Linked DNA regions of Sus scrofa: all the other regions are linked to region 3. Evidence: chromatin contacts called from public Hi-C and HiChIP or PLAC-seq data. All regions are on one chromosome and are shown on one strand. The core of a region is the stretch at or near the end of the contact, and the rest is flanking DNA. Distances in the headings are between cores, read along the strand shown.

Region 1 (2,700 bases), core at 31-2,530, 320 kb before region 3:
TCTGCACAGCTATCCATTCATCAGTACATATTATTTTTTTGGATGTATTTCAAAGGAAGTTGCAGACATCAGAACACATCATCCCTAAACACATTGGCATGCATATATTTAGCTAGAGTTAAATATTTTCTATATTTTTCCTTTGAGGTAAAATTCACATATAGCAAAATGCATAAACCGCTGGAAAAGTTTTAATAAATACATACAGCTGTGTAACCCAAACCACTATTTTTTTTTTTGGTCTTACTCTCTTTTTAGGGCCGCACCCACGGCATATGGAGGTTCCCAGGCTAGGGGTCTAATCGGAGCTGTTGCTACCAGCCTACGGCAGGGCAATAGCAACGTCAGATCTGAGCCATCTCTGCCACCTACACCACAGCTCGCGGCAACGAGCAAGGCCAGGGATCGAACCTGCATCCTCATGGATGCCAGTCAGGTTCGTTAACCGCTGAGCCAAGTCGGGAACTCCAACCCAAACCACTATTAAAATATAAAACATTACTATCATTCCAGAAAGTTCCTTCCATGATCCTTCCCAGTCAGTCCCCAAGTACAAACCACTAAGACAACAATGGTCCTGATTTTTTTTCCCCTATCATAGATTTGTTTTGCCTATTCTAGAACTTAAAATTAGAATCACACAACTGCTTTTGAGAATAAAATTTTTTTCTTTGATTGTTTATTGTTAACACTATTTCAATTTCTGGGATGATGAGACCTGACCCTCAGGGTCCTGAAGTATGCGGAATATTAGATTATTACCAGTGGGGCTAACAGGAGAGAGCTTGGACTATGTTCTTGGGCAAGTCACTTCCATTAAATCTGTGGCCTGAAAAAGTAAAAAGCTTTTGGAAGGGCACCTTATGAGCAATCGACTACACACAAGTCTGCAGGTGTCTGGTCAAAGACTCTCAGTCATAGCTCAGAGCGCGGAGACACTCTGCAGGCTGACTGTCCCCTGGCTTGGGGGACTCAACCACCTCACCCCAGGCCCTTTTTTCCTTTCTTCTTCTTTGTCTCCCTTTGCCTTCTCTGTCTCTTGACCTTCCAAAGTTTCATTTCATTTTTTTTCTCTCTCTCTCCTTTTCTGCCATTGCCCCGTAGCTGCCCAGCAGTGCGATCCTAGGAGCGCCCAGCGCGGCCAGACGCCCTTTGGGGTTTCCTCCCCACAGCCCTCGGCAGAGCGGAACGGCAGCGCCGCCCCCCTGCCCCCCGCGCCCCCGCCCACGGCCGGGTCGGCTCGGTGGTCCGGCTCAGCGGGGCTGGGGAAGTGAGAGCTGCTAACCCGCCGAGGCTGTGAGTCAGCACTTCTCCCCGCGGACGCGGGCCTGGGGAGAGACCCTGGGAGAGGATGTGGAGGAGGCGCTTTCCTTTCCCAGACTGCAGATCAGACATCCCCAGGGGCGGAGGAGAGAAGGCGGAGCGGGGGGTGGGGAGCGGGGGGTGGGGGGGCGGCCGTGTGCGTGTACACAGCCTTGCGTTTGTTTGTGCGAACGAGTGTCTGTGAACTTCTTCGGTCTGTTCTTCCAGTCTTTAGCCCTTAAAAAACTACTAGAAAGTAAATTTTGTATAGGTCTCAGAAGTTTGAGAAAATATACCAACAAGGTGTGAGAAGGAGAAAATACATGCTAAATTACATTATCCTGTCAAAAATGTATAGTGTGAATTTCGATACATGCTAAACAGCTTGAAATGTCTTTTTCTTTATATTTAAAAATTCACTTTGGTGTTTACAGAAGGCTTCACACAAACTAAGCTCATAATAGGTATTCAGTAAGTTTTTGTTGGTCACAGGAAGTGCAATAAATTAGAGGTCATAAGAGATTGCTCTGTATTTAAGGGATTGAGATTCTCTGCTATTTTTAGCCAAAAGAACAATGTGCACTTTTGAATTCAAAGATTCCTGATTACTGATTGGGAGTCTGGCTGTTCTGCAAAAACGGGTTTCTACATAGTATGTGATGGTGTGATATCTTTCTAACTTTAGGCTTGAGGTATAGTGCATTATGCAGCTTTTATCCAATTTTGAAAAAACAAGCCATAAAAAACGCCCACTGATTTACTTATCTTCATGTAACTTGCCTCCCAAAGTGTATTTGAGTAGTTACTTAATATTAAATTTCTGAATTCTTACGTTGTATAGAAATATCTCAGGATCCCTCTCTGGCTTGAATAAGACTTTTAAATCAGTTTATAAAGCATAGCAATATATTCTTGAAGTTGGTTGTGGCTATAGCCAGTTTGCATTTCTGAATACGATGACATGATTTTTTAATTAGTCACAGTCACTGGTGAGGACAGTTGCCTAATTTAAAAAATGCTCTGCAAACACTTGGGCATTATATCCTGCTAATAGTCTTCACAGATTATTCCTTTTGTCTAAACTAGGTTATTCTTGATGAGGTTTACACTCATTTCCTCTTGTTGTGCTCTGAGTGGTGACTACGGCCAACTGTATTCCAACCTCTGAATACAACCGAAACTCTGAAGCAGTAGCTCTTTCAAGGGGCCCGACTTACCTTGGGGAACCAGCCTGGTCCCTGTCCTTGCCTCTTCTATGGAGAACATGGAATTGCTTTCCCTCGGAGTTGATTATAGCTTAAGCTATACTGCATCTCTCAATGGTGTGATGTGGGATTCATCAGGCCTCTGGTGGGAAAGGTAGCCCTCTTTCAGGAATGAGTAGCAAATTTTCTGGTG
Region 2 (2,700 bases), core at 201-2,700, 380 kb after region 3:
GGCACATGAGCAGTGTGAAACAGCACGTCTCCAGTCATAGTTCTGCATGACATGGGAAACTTGTTTACAGCAACGTTAAGGGAGAGAAGCAGGCAAAATTGTTTCTGCACTGTGAAAACAACCACATGAAAACACACATGAAAACAGCCGGTGGCTGGAAAAGATCAGAGAACGACAAAAACAGCTCTAGAGCAATAATACCGACCTGTTGCCTGCCCCGGGGCTGGCATCTGGGTCTCCCTCCTCAACGGTCCTCTCTGCCAGGTGTGGCCTGCAGTCAACTTACTTAGCTGCATTTCTCCCCCCTCATGGGAAATGGGATTGAAATTAAAAAAACCCTTCAGAAGGCTGAGATAGATCTAGTGCTGCTGAATTTAACTATCTTCAAGATTTAAACCAAAAAACCTAAGTGCATTAAAGTTATGTATACTCATAATGCATGCATATTCAGATATATATGTGTATGTAGGAGTATATATATGTCTATACGTGTATAGACATATATATACACATACATATATCTTTTGCATTTTAATTAACATTATAAAGGGAAATGTTTCTGTTTTTGAATATCTTTTGAAGAAAAATAAATATACCCCAAATACCATTTGTGCAAAAAAAGAAAAAAGAGAGACATGAACTTGTGAATGGCAAGATCCTGTTAGAATAGACAGACTTAACAGTAATTGCCCCTGGGGAAGAGGGCTGGAGATCTGGGTTATTAGCAGGGAGTCATACTTTTCTTTAAAGTATGAGACAGATGTTTATTACCACCTTTTCTAAAACCGTGTACAATTAAAATTTTATTTTAAAAGTTTAAATCTTCAAATTTCATGACTCTAACTTTTTAAATAACGCTTTTAAAATGTCTTGATTAACTCATTGCAAATTGTCTTTCAAAGCAAATGCATATTTTGAGCCTCAAATTGTGCACCTCTTCGTAGTGACAAGGACTAACCCCAAGTTGAGGACTGCTTTACCTGTGTCACGAAGCACACAGCACACTAGATTCGGGCATTACTTCCAACGCAGGATGCAAATAATAATCAAGGTACGATGACCAGAGTAGCATTAGGATTTGGACGTGGATTCGCTCCAGGCTTTCCCTTCTGCCAGGTGTGTGCGAGTCCACCAGCCTTGGGGTCCCCACTCCCCCACTGGGAAGACCCTGGGCCGCTGCAAGCAGAGACCCGGCGCCCCGGGCTGAAGCGATCCGCCCGCCGCCGCCGCCGCCGCCGCCGCCGCCGCCGCCCTGGGTCGCCGCCCAGCGCGTCGCGTCACTGGGCGCCGCGGGTGAGCACCTCCCATTGGCCGCGCCGCGGGGCGGAGGGGCCGCGACCCTTTCCGCCGGCCTGGGCCTGGCGCTCAATTTAAACACTTAACCTAAGCCACTGGCGGGCTCCGGAAACGAAACGAAAAGAAAGCCCGAGGTTCTCCCCGCGGGCCGCCCTCCGGGCCCGCCCTCTGCACGCTGCGCTCCTCGGTAAAGTCCCTTCTCCCGCCATTTGCCGCGGGGCTCTGGCCGGGCCCGCGCTCCGCGTGCAGAGGCCTGCGGCCACCCGGAGCGCTCGGCGGGCACGGCGGGCAGCATGGACCGCAGAGACGGGGCTTGCGGCCGGCAGCACGTGTTCCTGGTCCCAGGTAAACACGACCGCCCCGGGGCAGCGGCGCGCTCGGCCCGGCCCCTTGTCCCCCAACCGCCGCGCGGGAGCGCGCGCCGAGCGTCCGCGGGGGCGGCGCCCAGGCGGGTTCTCAGCGGCGGCCCCGGCGCGCGCACCCCGGCGGGCCCCCCTGTCCGCGCGCAGCCGAGGTACACCCCGCGCAGGCCCTGCGCGCCCCTCGGCCGCGCGCGCGGGACTCGAGTGTCTCTCGGAACACGTGGTTCTTCATTTCGGTTTCAAGTTCTGTATCTGTGCGTTTCAAAACCCGAGCTGGAAGCGCAAAAACCGACCGAGCGGATTTTCCCCCTTGGGGTTCTTTGTAGATCAGGTGGGCTGGAGACTGCGGCCCAGGCCAGCGGAGAGCGGCGCAGGTTCCGCAGTTGTCCGCTCCTGGGATGTAATTTGATACCCCTCGCCACTCGACAGCCGGCCAGGCATCTGGGACCTACTAGATCGGAACCGAGGATCCAGTAGACCCGCATCGGCCTGGAGGCTGTGGTGTCTTAACCCCATCCCTTCCCTGGGACAGGCCTTGGTTGGTGAGGCAGGAGGGAAGCTGTGTGGCAGGGGTTAGGACAAGGGTGATTCAAAGAGATTCAGGCAGGTAGCTAATGATGGGAGTGGTGGAACCTGCCTTTTCAGCCTCCCCGGGGTGATGATTCAGGGACCGCAGAGGCTTCGGATGATGGACATCAGTTGCCAGCCATGATTGGCATGAAGTGTCAGAATAAATGGAGTTGGGACCAGGGAGTGCAGGTCAGAAAGGTTTGGCCCTTTCATGGGATGATAGATTGATTTGATGACATAACATTGGATATAAGGAAAACCCATTGTTTTCAGTATCTAACTTGGAGACTTTATTCGGCAAATATGGTATTTTTCAAGTAAATGATACTCTGATAACAATATAGATGGCCATTAATCTAGATTTTTATGGTGGATATTGAAAATTGTTACATGACAATCTGTCGATATTTTTTGTGTTTTACTTTTTCTCCATTTGTAAAGAAGTATGCATATAGTAACATATACAAGTTTA
Region 3 (2,700 bases), core at 13-2,512:
TTTCTAGGAAGCCTTTCTTAATTCTGGTTTTATAATTTTATGAACTTTTGCTTTACAAGCAATACTTGAGTTTTGGGTTATTCGGGTCTTTTTAAACAAAACTGGTACCCAGGTTTTATTTTATTTTATTTTATTTATTTTATTTTATTTTGTGGTGGTGATACTTTGAATTCTTACTTTGATGTCATAATATTTCAGAAATAACCACAAGTGATTCTGTAATTCTTCCAAATGTTTTATTTTTAACCTGAAGTAACCATGGTCAATGTCAATAAATGTTTATTGTGTGTCAGCTGGGTATGAGCCCTGTCCCTGGCACTTAGGTCTGCTCCGAGTAATCTGTATTTCTAAGATGTTTCATTATCTGATTGCAGAGTCAGATATTTCCTCAAAGTGGTCTTCCTTGTCTCCTAAATTTTAAAATTAAGTTCCTGATTTTTGAAGATATTATCTGTAAAATGTGTGTCCAGTAATTTTCATTTACGAAGTACTTACTATGAGCCAGAAACAATTTTACAATGCATTTCCTAGTCTGAATCCCCACAAAAATTCACCGAGTTGAGGGATGACTCATGATTCCCATTTTAGTCATGAGAACAACTGAGGCTTAGTCAGAGCATATCATTTGTTTCAGGTTGCACAGCAAGTGTAGAATTGGAGTCAGGTCTTTGCTGATTTCACAGTTTCTCAGCTACGCTATGTCCAATTTGATATTTGTAGCTTTCTGTAAGCTCGCATCCAGAGCCATAATTCAGAAATTATGAGTCATTTGGTTTTACATTTTAAATCTTAGAAACCAGGACTGCTTCAGTGTATGTTTACCAACTTCTGAATAACTCTGTCCTTAATGTTATACATGACTCTTCTGTATGGTCTGGATTTCCAAGTTATTTCGAGAACTGATTATTTTGGTCAGACATATTTTAGAAGGGGACTTTAAGAGTGAAACTTACTTTAAATTCCCAATTATCCAGGGTATCTTATTTGAAGAAGAGAACAGCTGGCAGTTTTAATTCCCTAAGTGTTGAAATATTGTGGAAAAGAGAAACCCCAAACTAGCTTGCTAACAAATGGCTTAGTGAATGAATCAGCAGGAGTGAGCTCTCTCTGGTTCTTTTTGGATGTTTTCTATGTGTCCCCACAATTTGGGTGTAGTGTGATGAGCTGTTCTGCTGAGAAGCCAGAGTTGAAAGAATAAACAGGATTGACAGAATAAACAGAGTAAACCCTGATTGTGGAGGAAGGTTTACAAGTCAGCTTCCTTCTACAGCTTCAACTCACAGGCCTGGCCTAGCCTCTAGGGAGTGCACCAAAGCTTTCCCTCTGTGAACCGGTGGAAATAGCTGCATGCCTCCAATTTGTCTGGTTTCTTATTGATTAGGGAGGGCACAGGCTGCCAGTGGAGGAGCCCAGAAAGCTGGACACGGCTCAGTGAACAAACACATGCGCAGATGCACTGACAAGAGAGAGGGAGAGAGTGGGACACTGCACAGTGCCTGTGAATTCTCTCTCTCACACACACACACACACACACACACACACACAATGTCTTAATGGAAAATAAATGAATTTATTGATGTTGATCATTATGGCTGATACTTCAAATTAAATGTCACATTTGTCGAAAAATTTTTCCATTTTGTACTTGTCAAGTACTTCTCCTCTAAGGAGCCTTAAAGGCACACTCTGTTCTCTAAGAGCTGATCAGCTGGCACTGTTAAATGAGCAGCTTGGGTGGAGGATGGGCAGGAAATTGACAGTGAAGAAGGAGTTGTAAAGGGAAGAACAAACATCAAGCGCCCATGGTGGTCACTCAGCATTGGGAATCACAACTGGAGGAGCTGAGTGAGTCTGCAGCAGAGCTCATTTTATCAACAGGGCTATTTGGGCACCTAGGGACCTGGGCAGATTTCCTTGCTGAGAAGAGCTGTTATCTGGGAGTCAATTCTTAAGCCTTAAAGTCCTTGGCAGTGCAGTCCTGTGCTCTGAACCTGCTCCAGATGGTTCACAGAAGTTGTAGAATGTGTTTATAATTTGTGTCTAAGAACAGCTGAACTTTGGACCCCAGGTGATAGTGTCCAGAGGTGGACATGAGGGACAGTGACAGGGACGCATGTGCCTCCTAGGCTGGTTTGGATATCTCAGGATTGACTCCCAGTGACACTAGCCCCTAAGCTCTGGCCACCAGTGTACGCATGTAACATGAGCTCAGACAGCTCTGTTGACCCCCAGGACAGCTGCAGCTTGAGTTAATAGCACATAATTCAGCCCCTCACTGAGGCTTTCCTAGAAATCCAACCCTGAACTCTACATGGACACAGTCCAGGGACTCCTTTCCCATCTGAGAGAGCAAAAATACATCTTTTACATTTGTTCACTCGCAGCAGTTGGATGAAGCCACAGTCACCAGTGTCTCAATTCTTCCTGTTCTTCCTGTCCTGTGAGGCGCCACTGCTCTTCTTAGAGTGCTGTTTGTGAGACAGAATAGGGACACTCCATCCCACTTAGGATTCTTAGCAGAAGAGAATCCTGATTCCTAGTCACTGGGAAACAGGTACAGCTGAGACACAATGAAATTTGAAGGTCCAGGTCTGGGGGAGAAGGATGGAACAGTGAGTTGAGACCTCTGACTCACAGTTCTTTCTCTTCTTTAGGTAGACACATTCTTTTGATCATATCTCCTGAAGAAGCATAAGACTT
Region 4 (2,700 bases), core at 139-2,638, 410 kb before region 3:
CACATTTCCCCACTCCTCACTTCAGACTCTCATTTTATTGATAAATAGAAGCTGTCACCAGAGAAACTCATCTTTCCCATGCTGTATTTTTCAGCCTGCCTCCATATACTCTCTCCTCCTTTGTCTAGAGTCTGCTATCCCTGCTCTTATCTAAGCCCTTCTCCTTGTGCCCCAGATGCCATATTTCCTTGTATAGTCAAGGACTTCACTCCTGTGATTATCTCCTCCATTTCCTGCATCCTTAGTTTCTCTTTCTTTACTGGATTATTCCAGCCAGTAGACATACTGTAATATTTCCCCTTCTAAACATACTATCATCTTAGACCTCATATCCCCCCCTATTTCCATGGTAAGTAAGAACCCCTTTCTTCTGTTCCCTTTTATAACAGTATTTTATTTGATTTTTTAAAAGATTTTAAAGATTGTCTATGCTGGCAGTTTCCACTTCCTCATCATATATTATCTCTTCAATTCATTCCAGTTAGGATTATTGTCTTCACATCGCCACCTAAAACTGCTCTTGTTTATTAACGTCTTGCCAGATCATCTTCCTCTTCCCAAATGTTTGGGACTCCTAGGCATAGTCCTCATCCTTTTTTTGTTCTTCCTTGTCAATACTCATTTCCCCCTAGGTCATCTGACCCATTTTTTCTGGTATAAATATTGTCTGTGCTCTTAGGACTCCTGAAATTTGTATTCTATCCCTAATACCTCTGTTAAGCTCTGAACTCATATCCAACTGCCTGCCCAGGAACTCCACTTAGGTGTCTAATAAAAACCTCAAAGTTAACTCATTCAGAACAAACATTTATTTTCTTCTCCCCCTCAAATTACTTCTTCCTAAGTTCCCCCATGTCAATAAATGACATTATTTTCATCCAGTTGCTCAAGACAAAAGCCTAAAAAATCACCCTTAATTCCTCTTTGTGCCAGTAGACTGTTATCTTTTCTCAGTAAACCCTTCTATAGTCTGCTTTGTGATGCTGGGACTGGGACTCTGGAAGCTACATTTCTGCTTGCTACAATCAGTCAGTCAACAGAAGAAAAAGTCAAGAAGAGGGAAAAAGAACTTGTTCTTCCTTGTGGGCTTTCTGCACCTGCCAGCATTGCCCAGTTATGGAACTTCTCCCTGGCAGCAGCAGCTAGCCCTAAATTTCAACTATTTTCCACTCTCCTAGAACCAGCCCCCACATAGAAGTACCAAAAGCCACTGGGCAGCACCCCCCCACCCAGGTTAGGGTTCCAGCTCTGCCGAGTTTCCCTTTATAGCTCCTGGCTTCTAGAAACTTCAGGTCTGCCCGAGTTTATTGAGGACTAGGAGTAGTAACTGCTTCCTGAAGTTCCTCTGTTATCTCAGGGCTCTCTTTTTCCTTTTTCGGTTTGACCACACCTGTTTGACTAATTCCTTATACTCATTTGAGTGCTGTTGAAATACTTAGCAGCAGCCAGAGTGACTCCTCTAAAGCCCATACCATCTCTCTGCTCTGTCACAGTTTGAACAAATTTCAGTCTCCTCTCTAGGGTCTCCAGCCCCTTTTGTGACCTGGCCTATCCAATTATCTGGTTTAACCTCTCATCACTTTCTGGTTACTCATTCAACTTGAATCATTCTGTCTTGAACACACCATTCTTCTATTGCAAGTCCTTTGTACTTGTTGTTCTCCTCATATGTATTGCCCAGGTGTTTGCCTAGCTCGCTGCCTCACTTCATTCACATTTCTTCTCAAATATCATCTTAGGGAGGCCTGCTCTCACTGCGTTATCTAAAACGCACAATTCCTGCCCCGACCCCTCCATTTCTTTACCTGGGTTTCTTATTGTTATCACTACCTGACTTTGTTATGTTTATTTCTCCCTCCCCTATCCTCAAGCGAAAGCTTCACAGCTTCATAAAAGCAGGGATGTGATCTTATTTACTGCTAGTGCTGGAACTCAATACATTCCAGTTGACAAATTAATTTAATAAATTGCAGTGAATGCAGAAGAAAAGTGGGGCAGAGTAATTGCAAAGATGATAATATGCAAGTGAGACAAATATATCAGCCTGATTCAACTTCCTGGGTACATAATGTAACAAATGGATCAGAAAAAAGCACTTAAAGATGTAATAGAAGAGAATTTCCACAAAATCTGAAAGAACTGACTCTGAAGAAAAAAATATTCAAAAAAAGTGGACATACAATATTCAACATCAAGGCATCTCCTGGTTGAGCTATTAACCATAAAGACTGATGGAAAAACTTCAGACCTCTAAGCAAAAAACTAAGTAACTTATAAGAGGGAGGAAGTCATGCTGGCCTTAGACTTCCTCTAAGCAATATTCAAGGCCAGAAAACAAAGGAAAAATGTCTACAGTTTTAAGGTGAAGCCAGCATGATCCTAAACCATTATATCTAAGTAAGTGTCATTCAGAAATTGACAAAAAAGGCAAACATAGCATCCATGAATCCATGTAGAAAAAAAAAAAACCTTCGTGAAGAGCCAATAACTAAGTGAGGAATGAAAATTAATGACTAGGAATTGAGAATCGAAGTGTGTTGTGACCAAGAGATTTAAAAATAGAAATCAAGAGCAAATGATCAAAGGAATTAAGGTTACAAAACAGAAACATTAAAACCCTGACTTTTAAAAAATAATGACATGGCAAATGAAAATATATTTTTTTCATAGCAGAGTCTCTTAGCATTTCTAAATTGGGAA

The links. Hi-C and Micro-C count contacts between places; a contact is called where the count stands out from the background. HiChIP or PLAC-seq counts read pairs in DNA pulled down with a chosen protein or histone mark.
Region 1: an H3K27ac HiChIP or PLAC-seq map of alveolar macrophages shows a contact between it and region 3. The contact joins two enhancer-like sites. A contact is called at or near these places in 1 of 47 Hi-C or Micro-C datasets (embryonic fibroblasts) and 2 of 2 datasets of contacts at active chromatin or transcription factors (alveolar macrophages and skeletal muscle).
Region 2: a contact with region 3 is called in a Hi-C map of skeletal muscle, with 2.6 times the contacts expected there. The contact joins the promoter of RNASEH2B here to the enhancer-like site in region 3. A contact is called at or near these places in 9 of 47 Hi-C or Micro-C datasets (alveolar macrophages, embryonic fibroblasts, fetal skeletal muscle and 3 more).
Region 4: a contact with region 3 is called in an H3K27ac HiChIP or PLAC-seq map of alveolar macrophages. The contact joins two enhancer-like sites. A contact is called at or near these places in 2 of 2 datasets of contacts at active chromatin or transcription factors (alveolar macrophages and skeletal muscle).

What each region holds. Positions count from the first base shown.
Region 1 is chr11:17,610,826-17,613,525 of Sscrofa11.1, reverse strand. All of the region lies in intron 4 of LOC102166061 (a long non-coding RNA gene), which reads left to right. Among named protein-coding and RNA genes, the nearest start is that of MIR15A, 150 kb to the left of the region's middle. Within about 2 kb of position 1,280, at least 55 of the 83 cell types and tissues checked have an H3K27ac peak or open chromatin away from gene starts, as enhancers often do. A contact at or near this core is called in alveolar macrophages and skeletal muscle, where this site is marked.
Region 2 is chr11:16,910,556-16,913,255 of Sscrofa11.1, reverse strand. It overlaps RNASEH2B (ribonuclease H2 subunit B), which reads left to right and starts at 1,450. Exons shown (of 11, transcript NM_001244492.1): 1 at 1,450-1,641. The coding sequence starts at 1,590. It overlaps LOC110255807 (a long non-coding RNA gene), which reads right to left and starts at 1,241. Exons shown (of 3, transcript XR_002336662.1): 1 at 981-1,241; 2 at 206-305.
Region 3 is chr11:17,289,408-17,292,107 of Sscrofa11.1, reverse strand. All of the region lies in intron 1 of LOC110255810 (a long non-coding RNA gene), which reads left to right. Among named protein-coding and RNA genes, the nearest start is that of DLEU7, 320 kb to the right of the region's middle. Within about 2 kb of position 1,262, at least 22 of the 83 cell types and tissues checked have an H3K27ac peak or open chromatin away from gene starts, as enhancers often do. A contact at or near this core is called in alveolar macrophages, fetal skeletal muscle, retroperitoneal adipose tissue and 1 more, where this site is marked.
Region 4 is chr11:17,697,884-17,700,583 of Sscrofa11.1, reverse strand. The region is part of intron 5 of LOC106507157 (a long non-coding RNA gene); the gene reads left to right. Among named protein-coding and RNA genes, the nearest start is that of MIR15A, 58 kb to the left of the region's middle. Within about 2 kb of position 1,388, at least 13 of the 83 cell types and tissues checked have an H3K27ac peak or open chromatin away from gene starts, as enhancers often do. A contact at or near this core is called in alveolar macrophages, where this site is marked.